Regions from separate parts of the Sus scrofa genome. Here region 1 is linked to region 2. Evidence: chromatin contacts called from public Hi-C data. All regions are on one chromosome and are shown on one strand. Each heading gives the region's core, a stretch centred on a gene start, on an enhancer-like site or on the middle of the called end of the contact. The rest is flanking DNA. Distances are from core to core; before and after follow the strand shown.

The links. Hi-C and Micro-C count contacts between places; a contact is called where the count stands out from the background.
Region 1: a contact with region 2 is called in a Hi-C map of embryonic fibroblasts, with 2.2 times the contacts expected there. The contact joins two enhancer-like sites. A contact is called at or near these places in 2 of 47 Hi-C or Micro-C datasets (brain and embryonic fibroblasts) and 1 of 2 datasets of contacts at active chromatin or transcription factors (skeletal muscle).

The regions. Positions count from the first base shown.
Region 1 is chr13:48,135,467-48,141,978 of Sscrofa11.1, forward strand. No RefSeq gene overlaps it. Among named protein-coding and RNA genes, the nearest start is that of LRIG1, 110 kb to the left of the region's middle. Within about 2 kb of position 1,380, at least 8 of the 83 cell types and tissues checked have an H3K27ac peak or open chromatin away from gene starts, as enhancers often do. A contact at or near this core is called in embryonic fibroblasts, where this site is marked.
Region 2 is chr13:47,938,923-47,945,411 of Sscrofa11.1, forward strand. LRIG1 (leucine-rich repeats and immunoglobulin-like domains protein 1) reads right to left here. Exons shown (of 20, transcript XM_005669717.3): 4 at 6,298-6,404; 5 at 6,268-6,295; 6 at 4,174-4,317; 7 at 2,378-2,521. Among named protein-coding and RNA genes, the nearest start is that of LRIG1, 85 kb to the right of the region's middle. Within about 2 kb of position 3,104, at least 6 of the 83 cell types and tissues checked have an H3K27ac peak or open chromatin away from gene starts, as enhancers often do. A contact at or near this core is called in embryonic fibroblasts, where this site is marked.

The sequences.
Region 1 (6,512 bases), core at 130-2,629, 190 kb after region 2:
AAGACAATTTTGTAAGTAATAACAGTAATGGGTGTTAATTAGGCTAACTGTGGTGATCATTTCACAATACCTACAAATATTGAATCATTATGTTGGACACCAGAAACTGATATAATATTGTATGTCAATTATACCTCAATTTAAAAAAAAATGTCAAGGTGGAGTTCCCGCTATGGTGCAGTGGGTTCAGAACCTGACTGCAGCAGTTTGGGTCACTGTGAAGGTGTGGGTTCAATCCCTGGCCCGGCACAGTGGGTTAAAGGATCAAGTGTTGCTGCAATTGCAGTGTAGGTTGCAGCTGAGGCTTGGATTCAATCTCTGGCCTGGGAACTTCCATATGCTGTGGGTGTGGCTATTAAAAAAAAAAAGTCAAGGGGAAAAATGTAAGCTCTCTGTTCCCTAAAACTGCCTAGTCAAGTTCAAGTCTTGGACTGCTAGAACTTGGAAAGAAGCAGCTGATTTTTCTCTGGGACACTCCAGGTTAGATGGGTTTGCCATCAGGGTTGCTCTATCCCAGGTCTGGCATCAGCTTTTCTCTGCTCTCCCTTCAATCACCTAGAAACATCAATGTTCAGATGCAATTTCTCCACAAGGCACCTACCCTTTGTCACCATCTGTTTAGATCCCGGAGAAAGACTTGACATTGCAAAACACTGAAATTTAGAGTAAGTGGAGTAAGGAACAGTCCATTCCTTGTTTTAAATCAAGTTGTCATAATCCAAAGGCAAGCTCCAACTTTAATAACAAACACCCAATGTTATGACATTTTACCTTTTTCATCTATTTATGTAGGCACAAATATTGTGTTTAAATTTTAAACTACACGGTTAACATAAAACAGTCCACTCACTTACATCGAGTAAAAATAAGGTGAGTTATGCCAATTTTGTTTCCCTTTTAGGCCTCATTCTTTAAATAGATCATTCATTCAACTAACGTCTGCTAGGTGCTCAGTGTCAGACACTGAGCTTGGCACAGCACTCCCTGAAATGAATCAGAAACTGTCCTTGTGCTCTGAGCACCAGAGGGAAACAGCCAGAAAAGCCTGGGAGCCACATTTATGCTGACCTGTGCTCTGCCATCTCTATCATCTCAAAAAGAGAGCTCTCGGAAATGATTTCCATTCCCTTTTCATTCTCCACACAGCCCTGCTCCTTCCAGTCAGACTGCAGTGGAGTCTAGAAGTTGTTCCTGTGCAGTATAGTTTTCGAGCAGTTTTAGGAGCTTTGACTGTGAGAGGTGAAATGAAAGTGGTGGAGACAACAGTATTTCACAGCATTTCACTCAAAGAAAGACAACATGTGTGACGCCTAGGGCTTGGCATCCTGACGCTTCATCCCACACTCAGATGGCAATTGGATTTTAACAAGGAGTGGGGTTTGTGGTTTGGGAAATAGGGCATTTTTACTGCCTTGGGTCATATTTGAAATATTTGCAGGCGTTTAAAATAGCGTAATGTTATTTTTTCCCCTGTCTTCAAAACAAACCCAGTGAGCTTTTATAAGTCATAACAACAAGCATAAAATTGGGACATTGGAAGACCCATGGCTAGGGATTTGAGAAAACCATTCTCCCCCAGGAGGAGTGTTCGGATTGGGGTATGGAGAATCATGAGCTTCTTGGGGGCCCACCTGACCTTGAATGACTTTGGGATCTTGAAAGAAGGGGGAAGGGCTCTGGTGGGATTCTCCGCCCCCCACCCCATGTGCCACAACTAATCTTCAGGGCAAAGACTGAAGTATGTACAGGGGCTTTGGGATTTTCCATCTAGCCAATTTTATTCTGGAAGTTTCTTTGAAAGAAAAAATAAAAATAATCCAGACGCTGATATTTATTTAAGCAACCAATTCCCAAAACCCATTGCCCTGGAATTCTGTTCCATGAGCCTTGCTGTCTGGGGCCTCTTCCTGCTAAAGGGCCTCAGGTGGGGGCAGACACTAAAATGAAGATGTAAACTGGCCTTGGATATCAGGATACCTGGCTTTCTACTTATTAGAAAAATTATTAGAAAAATGAAGGGTACACAGTCTGCCCAGAAAGAAATGTGTAAGTTAATATATACAGATATATTAATAATGGTCAAGGTATAGTTACATAATAAGCATAAAAGTTACTATTTCTTGAGCATCTAGTCAGCAATACCCCCATTAATCCACATAACAATCCTAACAAATGTGTGTGATTACTGTCTCAATCTTACTGGTGGAGAAAACAGAGAGGTTAAGTAACTCGCCCAAAGTCACACAGCTGGATGGCAGTAGGGCTGGGACTTGGCTTTAGGCAGCTCTGTGTAGGGAAGGAGTTTCTGTTGTCATTACTCACCCTGGATTTGCTTGTCAAGTCCACCTTTAAGTACATCCACATCTCATGTATCAGACATGCTAAAAACCTGATGGCAAAGGAAAATGTTTGATGGCTTTCCTTTTGATGTTTGTTATTAAAGAGAAAAAAAAAGATAAGTCTAATTCTCAGACGTGGAAGATACAAGAAGAGAAAATAAATCAAGAATGAATGAAGCCAAGTTTTCCCTATCTCACCCTTACAATATCCTTCCCCAAAGAGCAAAAGAAGCTAGAAAAAGAAGAGGAAGAAGCCCTTGATTTGTCGCTATTTTCTGAGATGATTTTTTTTTACTAGCAATATTTTTTTAAGTTTTATTGAAGTATAGTTTATTTACAAGATGGTGATAACTTTTGTTGTACAAAAACCAAGAGGATCTTTTCCACCTCTTAAATTCCTGGTCTTAGGAACGTGAGAAGAAGAAACAATACAAAACCGTTTTCTAGTGGAAAGCAGCAGAACCCAGCAAGCTGTGAACGGCGGGGCAGGGCGGCTGGGCGGGAGTGTGGGAGAATCCTCTTTGGGAGAAGGACACGGGAATGTGCTCAGCATCCCAGGATAAAAAGACTTGAGAAGAAAGGCGCCTCTCAATAAATGGTGCTCAAAACGGGCTAGAAAACAGGGGAAACAGCCCTCTCACTGAAAAGCGGGGAAAGTGTCTCTTTTTGTTGATTCTCTCACTGCGAGAAGGGCTGCTCCCCCTTCTTACCCCCTCCCTCCCTGACCCCTTCCCCAGCTCATCTCCCTGGGCTCAGAGAAAAGGCTTCTTGTTGAAATACCATCTGCCTGCTGCTCATCCACATTTTTTTTTTTTTTTCTTTATCTCTGCCCAGGGCTGGCAGATGAGACCAGGCTTTCAGCTGCCAGAAATTTGGGGTTGCACATCGAATCTTCCCAAGATGGGCATCTGAGAAATGTCACTTTACATCAAAATGGCCTTCTCTAGCAAAGAGCCAGAAAGCTTTCTTTCCCCAGCAAGGTCAGAAAATAATTCTTTTCAAGATGGTGCCAATACAAACTCTCATCCACATTTGGGATGATGGATCTGCCTTAAAGGGACAGGGACCGGTTTGGTTTCACACTCAGGGGGGAAAAAGATTTAATTTTAAAGTTGAACTAAAGATGGAAAATAGGTAATGTTTCCTTTTTAATAGGGCTTGGTGTAACAGGGAATACTGTACTGTAAAAAATTCTTAAGAACAGGGTTTGTGGCTCTGCTTAGAGAGAGCAATTTGGAAGGAAGTTAAAAAATCACCACTAGACAAACTCCTCTTGTGCTTGGCAAGTAAAAAAAAAGATAATGGGGGGGGGGAACGGATGGAGGTAAGAGGATAAAGGAGTAAAAGAAGAATCTTTTGGAGAATTTCATTGATCTTTAGAAAGTTCTGGAACAAAGGAAGCAAAGCATTCTTTGACATAGTGCATGGGCCCTTTCCTAAGGGTTAGAAAGCATAGGAGAAATTGGGAAAAAGTCTGTTTTTTTTTAAACCCTGCAGGACATCTCTGCTCAAAATGATCATTTCAAGCACCGGTACATCTGTCCTAAAGGGTGGATTCTGGCTGTCTTGCAGAGGGAAATCCAGGTGCAGGGATGGACAGAGCTGTTCTGACTCTGCAGTACAGGCATCCACATGGACCACTGCCGGCTCCTTAGTTCCAAATCGGATGAGCAAAGCATCTAAGGTGATAAAGGACCTGGTCCCACAGGGCAAACCCTATTTGTTCCCTGCCTTTTCCCTGGTTGAACTTTGTTAGGTGGCTTTTTATCTAGGGGTGGGTATAGGCAGTGGGAGGGTTGGAAGAGGGTGGAGGGTGGGGAGGAGGTTGGGGGTGGGGATGGAGAGGTGGTTAGGAGATGGGGTTGGGAGTTGGGAGGGTTGGGGAAGTGGGGAATGGGGGGAAGTAAACAAAACAGCCATCCTCACTACAACCTTAAGGTGAGGGCCTTGAAGTTTAGCACAAAGATCCTGTTAGGTTTCAAAGGCTCTGGCTGTCTTCTCCCCACCCCCATTTTTCCCCCTTCCCTTTGTGAGGAATAAGCAGTACTTCAGGTCAGCTTATTTTTCTTTGAGCAATAGCTCTAATCCCTGAAGCAAGCAAGGTCTTTTAAAAATAAAAATGAGGAGTTCCCGCTGTGGTGCAATAAGATCAGCAGCATCTCTGCAGCACCAGGATGCAGGTTTGATCCCTGGCCCAGGACAGTGGGTTAAAGGATTTGTTGTTGCCATAGCTGCATCATAGGTCACAACTGTGGCTCAGATTTGATTCCTGACCTGGGAAATCCATATGCCACGGGGTGGCCAAAAAAGAAAAAAGAGAGAGAGAGAGAGACACTAACACCTTAACACTCTGGCCAAAAATCCTGCAAAGGATGGCCCACCATCCTCAGGATTTGGTGGGATCCTCACTCTGGCTCAAGTGCAGGGGGACTAAGTTATCTTCTCAATGAGGGAGTTGCTCAAAGGGAAAGTGAATGCAATGGAAATTACGCTGGTGCAACGGATATACCCAGGGGCTGTCCCAAGCAAACCAAGACGTGGTCACAACCCCAAAGGCTGTCTGGCCCCTGCCTACTTCTTCGCATCTCCTTTGACCCCCTATTCTCTTCTCCATCCAGGCTGGACTACTTTTATTCCATGTACCTTGTCTCACTTCAGGGTCTTGATTCAGCCTGCCTGGCACACTCTTCCTTAGCCATCCCTCCTGGCAAGTGTCTATTCATCTTTCCCTCAGAGTCCCACTCTGCCCAGGGATGCTCTCCATGGCTACCACAACCACACCAGACCCCTTGTGACCAGGGGTGAGAGCCAAAATATGTCATCACCACTGGGCAATGGATCAATGAAAAATGGATGCAAGAATGAGTAATAATCTCCCTCTGTCTTAGTCAGCTAGGGATGCTGTAACAAAATAGCGTACTGGGTAGCTAAGCAAGAGAAATTAATTTTCTCATAATTCTGGACACTGGACATCCAAGATCAGGGTGCCAGCATGGTCGGGTTCTGTTAAGACCACTCTTGGTAGCTTGTGGACAGCTGCCTTCTTGCTGTGTCCTTGCATGGTGGAGAAAGCAAGAGTGAGTTCTCTAGTGTCTTCTTATAAGGGCACTAATCTCCTCATGGGGGTTCCACCCTCATATCTCATTCAAACCTAATTCCTCCCAAAGGCCACATCTCCAAATACCCTGAGTGCTTCAACACGTGAATTCTGAGGGAGACGCAATTCAGTCCAGAGCACCCTTTATTTCTCTACAGAATTTCAACTATACATTGAGCAAATCTGCTTACTGAGTGATATGTTGCAGTAGAAGTGTTCCAATAATTTCCAAGATACTTTTTAAAAATTACTGTTATTTTTTCTTTTATAGCCATGCCCATGGCACATGGAAGTTACCCAGGGATCGAATCTGGGCCACAGCTGTGGCAACAGGGGATCCTTAACCCACTGCGCCACAGCAGGAACTTCTAAAAATTATTTTGCAATAATTACAGATTCACAGAATGTAATGAAAATAATACAGAGAGGGCCTGCGTCCCCTCCACAGAGTTTCCTCTTGTGGTGGCATTTTACAAAACTTTAGCACAAAATCAAATCTGGCACACTGGTGTCAGTGCAATCTACAGGTCTTATTCAGATTACACTAATCTTATACGCACTTGACATTTATTTATATGTGGAGTATGAGTGTGTAGCTTTATGCAATTATATCATAGGGTGTAGATTTGAGTAACTAGCACCACCATCAAGACACAGGACTGTTCTATCACCACAAAGATCTCTTGTTCTCTCCTTTCATAGAAAGACTCAATCTATTTCCTCACCACCCCAACCCTGTCCCCAGTTCTCGAAAGCATGAGTTTGTTTTCCATCTCTGTAATTTGGTCATTTCAAGAATGTAACATCAATGGAATCAAATTGTAGGAAATCTATTTTATTTTTTTGTCTTTTTTAGGGCCAAACCCATAGCAGATGGAAGTTCCCAGGTCGAATAAGAGCCTCAGTTGTCAGCTTACACCACAGCTGCAGCAATGCCAGATCCAAGTCTCATCTGCGAACTATACCACAGCTCACAGCAATGCCACATCCTCACCCACTGAGAGAGGCCAGGGATTGAACACACACCCTCCTGGGTACTAGTCGAGTTAAAAAAAAAAAAGAAAAAAAAAAAAAAA
Region 2 (6,489 bases), core at 1,854-4,353:
CTGGAAAGATCTATGAGCAGTTTGCTCGTGTGTGTGATGTATGTGTGTGTGTGTGTGTGTGTGCGCGTGCATGCATGCACCTAAGTGTGCATGTGTGTGCACTTATATGGGTGTGTGCACCTCCACCTCTGTGTGTGTGTGTGTGTGTGTGTGTGTGTGTGCGCGCGCCTATGTAGGGGGTGAGGGAAGACAGGCGAGGCAGCACGAATGATGGTGAGGACCCAGGCCAAAGCAGAGCTCAGGGGCCAAGTAGAAGCTGCTGAGAAGCAACCTGTTTAGCCAAATAGCCATAAACCAGCACACACAGGAGCTCTGAACAGCAGGCAGGCCCACGTCAGGAAGAAGAAGGGAAAGATGAGGAGGTAGCTCTCATCGTTATCACCATCTTGCAGATGAGCAAACTGATCCTGAGAGATGCTAGGGAAACTAGCTCATTCCAGGGCTTAGCCAGTAGTTAGGGCCCAGCCATCAAACCCAGGTTTGGCTAATCAAGTCTGGGCTCTGGACCACTGAGCCCACAGGCATGGCTTGAGCTCTGGGGTCAGACTACTTAGATTTTGTTGCTGTTGTTGTTGTTTGCTTTTCATGGCCGCACCTGAGGCATATGGAGGTTCCCAGGCTAGGGGTTGAATCAGAGCTACAACTTCTGGCCTACTACACCACAGCCACAGCAATGCAGGATCCCTGCCACATCTGCGACCTATACCACAGCTCACACAAAAGCCAGATCCTTAACCCACTGAGTGAGGCCAGGGATCAAACCCACATTCTCAAGGGTACCAGCCGGGTTCATAACCTGCTGAGCCACGATGGCAACAATGGACTACTTGGATTTAATTTGCAATTTTACCACCTGGGTGTTTAAATGAGCCTGAACATCCTGAAAGTGGAGTGACTCAAGAAGTATCAACTCCACAGGGCTGGTGTGAGAGGGAAGAAAACATGGGTCAGAATTTAAGCACCCGTGCTGAGAACTTAGCTCCTGCTGAGCTTACAGAGTAAGGATGCTACTATCATTCCACTTCTGGACGCAGCACAGCCCAGCCTGGGACAACGCTGCCCCACATGACTGGCCTCAGGAACAGCAGCTACCACTGCAAATGCTGCTCCACACTCACTATCACAAAGGCTTCAGGCAACCACACAGTGTGTGCTAATAACTCCACTTTCCCTTGACAATTCTCTTTTGACTCTCAGGCCACCCAGCACACCACTGCCGGGGTTTCAACATCTAAAATGACAGTTTTTAAGGATTCCGAGGAAAAAGGGTTCCTGAATATGTAAAAACAGACGTAGAGCCACTCCGAGGTGAACAACAGAGAGAGGAACAAAACAGTAGCACTAAGGCCATCATTTCATAAATCAAAGCGTGTGTGTGTGTGTGTGTGTGTGTGTGTGTGAAGGTGTGGACACTGAGGGATGCTTCTGATCATGAGGACGGCACAAGGAGTAGATGGAACTTGAATTCAAACTTTCGTTTTTTGGTTTCAGTTGCCAAGATAACTGATAAAGGACATAAACGGAATGGTGTAACTTTGAGAGTCTGGGAGGGAGTCAGGGTTGGGGGTGGATAACAGGTTAAATCATTGACCATAAAGCAAGGAATCTCATGTTAACTTATCAACATAGTGGAATAAGTGTCTTTGGGAGTAACCACCAGCAAGACTGCCAGCAGAGAAACACAAAAATGGAAATGGTGACAAGCAACTGCCTGCCTCCTGGGAGTGGAATTGGGGCAGAGAGAGAAGAGGGAGCTGGAGGGGGCTGCTATGGCCACTTTCCTCAGTCCCTGGTATTGCTCAACTACCAGTATCCATTTCTTTTGATTAAAAAAATAAATTTCAATGTTTAAAAATTGAAGATCAGAAAACGGCCTCGTCTGCCCTTTTCCAGATGCTTCTCTGCCGTGGTTTTCCGTGACTCTGGCAGGCGGGCAGCAAGCCCCGCAATTGTCCACATCTGGCTGGAGCGAACACTCCCTTGATAAAAGTGGAACATCTGCACCACGTGGCTTGACTGACTCACAAAACATAAATAAATCTCTCGGGATGAACCCGACATTTTTGGCCCACCTGCACAGCAAGAAAGACCATCAAACCTGAGGCAGGGAGAGAGGACACTTCCTGTGGTATGGGGGAGAGGGCAGAAAATGTGGGAAGGAGAACCCACGGTCCATGAAGGAAGCAGGGGTGGGCAGCAGCCCAGCAAAACAGCCCCTCCCTGCGCCTGGTCTACTGACACCTCCGCCCCCTAGAGATTTTCCTAACTGGCAAGGAAAACACCCTGAGGTCTGGCCACGTCCCCACAGACACTAAGCAGGGCCAAGCTGACGTCCCAACAGGCAGGGCGCTGGGTCCAGCCGAAGTCCCACACTCACAGCACGTGCATCCTGGCCAGCCCCCAGAAAGCCCCGTCCGTCAGCTTGCTGATGTTGTTTCGCTGAAGCTTCAGCACCTCCAAACTGTCGAGCCCCTGGAACGTTAGGCCCTCGATCAGCCGAATCCGATTCCGATTGAGGTCCCTACAGAGACAAAGCCAGCGGTTCAGAGCATCCCCTAGTCACCCCACCCACAAACACCCCCATACAGCCCCTGGGAACAATTCAGGAAAGAGGTCCTGCAAGCCCAACCCACAGTGGGGGCCACGTGCATGCAGACACTGACTGGTCCCTGCTAATGGGTAAAAGGGGGACCCACCACGTCCACAACTGAGTGAGCGTAGTGGCCATTTCCTCCCTAAGCACCCATGACTCCACAGTGAGCAGGAGTGACTCAAGATGTGAATGTCTTAGGCGAGTTGTCTCTTGGCTCCACTGCAAAAATTCACACCAGATGCCTCAACCTAGGGAAGATCTAACCACTGGGTTTCAAAAGGCAATGACACTTCTCCCTCAGGCAGTACTCGGGTCGCTAGCGACAGAGAAGTGAGTGCACTCAGGAGGGGTCATCTGGATACACATACACACACACACACACACACAGCCTTCCAGCTCCAGTATGATGAGACCTCAGTGAACCCAAAGATTTCAGGAATTGGGTAGACTGGCCCATCAGTCACGCTCAAGGAAGGGGCGGGAGAACACAGCCTCACCAGAAAGCCCCTGGTTTTCCCCAAATACTTCTGCAGTGTCTCATGAGCTACCCAAGTCCTGAGCCCAAGGAGCTCCTCCAGGACTGGAGAGAGCACAGCCAGGACCCACCATGCATGTGTGTGCAGGGTAAGAACAGCAGTGAGGAGGCTGAGGGGCACCTGGTCTTGCCCCCAGTCCTGGCCCTGAGCAACTCTTTTGTTGTGCTTAAACCAAATCTCCAATATCGGCTTATTTTCCTGTGATACACTCTTTTGCTATAAAAAAAAAAAAAAAAAAAAAAAAAAAAAGACAGAGGAAAACCAAAAAACCAAGGAACAAACAGTCCACCAGGTTCTGGTAAATAGAGGTTTTCTGGACTACAAACCCTAGAACTTTCTAGGAGGCCACTCAGCTGTGCTGGTCAAAAAACTAAACAAATATATCTTTATTTAAAAAAAAAAAAATCAATCAACTACTTCATGAGATTAAGTCGGCTCATCTTCCACTTCCCACCTCTGGTTATACTAACTTCCTCTCAAACCACTTAAGCAACATTGGACCCCATAATGGTCACAGCACAGGTTATACAGTTCCTTAAAAAGAAAAAAGAAAAAAAAAAGCCCCACAGAAACTGGAGTTCCCTGGTGCCCTAATCATTAAGGACTCAGTATTGTCACTGCTGTGGCCTGGGTTCAATTGCCGGTCTGGGAACTGCTGCATGCCATGGGCGGGGCCAAAAAAACCCCAAAAGACCCCACGGAAACCTCAACAATAAATAAGGAACCCAAGCCATACAGGCTAAGCATTAGCCAGGATCAGCTAAGCAACACAATTCCTCATGGCATTTTGCAAAGTGCCAACAAGGACATGCGTGAATATCCTCCATGGATGGTTCTCAGCAACCTGAGGCAGACTGCAGGCACCAGACCCAACTTCTAATTTGCTTTTATTAGGTGCTGCCGCACAGCCATTAATGGTAGTTTATGCAGAGCCTGATGGAGGGGGAGCTGGGAAGGGGGTGCATTTTGGATGAGGTCCTGGGGGAAGCCTGGCCTCGGTAAAGTTTAGATAAGCTTAATTAAAGTGCAGGTCTCTGTACTCACAGTTGTGTCAGCCGGGGTAACTTGAACGCTTTCACAGGAAGCTGGGTGATCCTGTTTTTGCTCAGCCGGAGTGTCAGCAGTGACCGTGACAGACCATCAAATGCTCCCGACTCTAGGGTGCTGATCCGATTGCTTGCCAGGTTTCTGGAATGGTTTGGGAGACAAAACGCAGTGGTTAGTAGCCAAACAAGAACCTCTAAATAATTTTAAATGTGTCAGAGAGGGAAGAGGGGGAGGGGCACGATGGGGGGCAGGGGATCAAGAGGTACCAACTACCATGGATAAAATAAATAAGCTACAAGGATATATTGTACAGCATTGAGGATATAACCAGTATCTTATAAAAACTACAAATGGAGTATGATCTATAAAAAACTGAACCCCTATGCTGTATACCTAAAACTAAGGTAATATTATAAATCAATTGTATCTCAATAAAAATTTTTTTAAAAAGGGATCTGTGAGTTCCCATCATGGCGCAGCGGAAACAAATCCGACTAGGAACCATGAGAGTGTGGGTTCAATCCCTGGCCTTGCTCAGTGGGTTGCAGATCCGGCGTTGCTGTGAGCTGCAGTGTAGGTCACAGACACAGCTTGGATCTGGCATGGCTGTGGCGTAGGCCAGCAGCTATAGCTCCAATTCAACCTCTAGCCTGAGAAACTCCATGTGCCATGGGTGTGCCCCCACCAAAAAGGGGGGGGGCAGAAAAAAAAAAGTGGGGGGGGATCTGTATAGAATCTCTTTAAAAAACAAGCAATATTTCATAGGACATCCACTCACAGGATATGTAAGGGGAACCTCCCGTCATAATGCACTGTGCTGGGCAGTTAGGAACTGGGCATTCTGTTGTGTGCAGATTATATCAAGAAAGAAGAAAGAGAAGGGGGGAACAATTTGGTCATTCCTATGAGAAGTTACCCCTCATACCTCCCCTTCCACTTTCCCTGGACCAGTGCTGCTTTTTTGTGGCTTAAGCAGCAAGGAAAAAGAACAGAGAGGATTTTTGACATTGGGGAAGGAAAGGGGAGAAGGCATTTTTCGTCTCTGTCAGGCAGCAGCCCAGGACAGGGCACATGAGGATTCTTTGCAAATGGAGCTGGACTGTTTGTTCTTAACACTCCAGATTAAAGAAGAACAGTCTGTGTGATGAAGATATACCGGCCAGGATCTGCCAAAATAGAAAGTTCCCCATGCCTTTATGCCAAGAGAGAAGGTCACTGCAATTCAATTTAGCAGCTGTGGTTCCTTTGTCCCAAGCAAGGAAGTGCCAGGTAGCAGCTGGACACCTTTCGAAAGTCCTCTCTCGGGGCTGAGCACCACTACACTGGCTTAAGGAATAGCCAAGGCACTTTTCTCCTTGGTGGTCTTAGAAAATCTGTGTGCCTAGCTCTGACCTCTGAGTAGATGGATCACAATGCCCCCTGAACCAGCCTCATGAACAAGCCCCCAATAATGCAGGGAATAAGAACCCACACGTCACATGAACATGTCTGTTTAGCCTGAGTTTTCAGTTTCTGACCCAAAGCAACATTTTCCTACCTATTTTCATTTCCTATCGAACAAGCAGTGAGTTCAACAGGCTTTGATTACTCTTCTTCTGCCTACTATCAACTGGGTATGAGATGGGACACTGGATGGGCAGGAGAGAAAAGGACCAACAAAGAGATGGAGGGGTCGAGGGTGCTCAGAATGGGTATGCCCTAGCCGGTTAAGCCTCAGAGAGAATCTCCCTCCTGTCATTTGTCAAACTACCTCCAACTTTTTTTCTAACTTTCCCGAAGGCAGCCCAGTGAAGAAGAAAGCAAACAGGCTTTGTGAGCCACGTACATTAAGAGCTAGATCACGCTCTTACATGATGGTCAGTCTGTAGGTGACTTGACCTCTCTGGGCCTCAGCATCCTCACCCTTTTGCACAGTCAGAACAACTTCTAGATTTGGAGATGCTCTAGAAATGGGCTCACAGAGGACAACGGACCTGGGTCCCCTGCCTGCTGAGGAGGCTGAGAAAGGAGGGGCATGACCATCCCACTGACTCAGCGAAGAGCAGGAAACATCCACCTGCGTCCGGGCCTGGGCAGAGCCGAGTCACTTACAGCTCCTTCAGGGGCAGTCCGTGTGGAAGCAGGTGCTCCGGATCTCTGTGATGTTGTTGGAGCTGAGATCCAGCACTTCCAAGGAAAGGTAAGCCTTCAGCTGACTCCCCTCCACGCTGCGAATCCTATTGTGCTGCCTAAAACACACAAAGAGAGGTGGCTCTAACATGTCATTTTGCAAAGAAAATACTATTTTCCTCGGACTTCTTCCAGACATTTTTT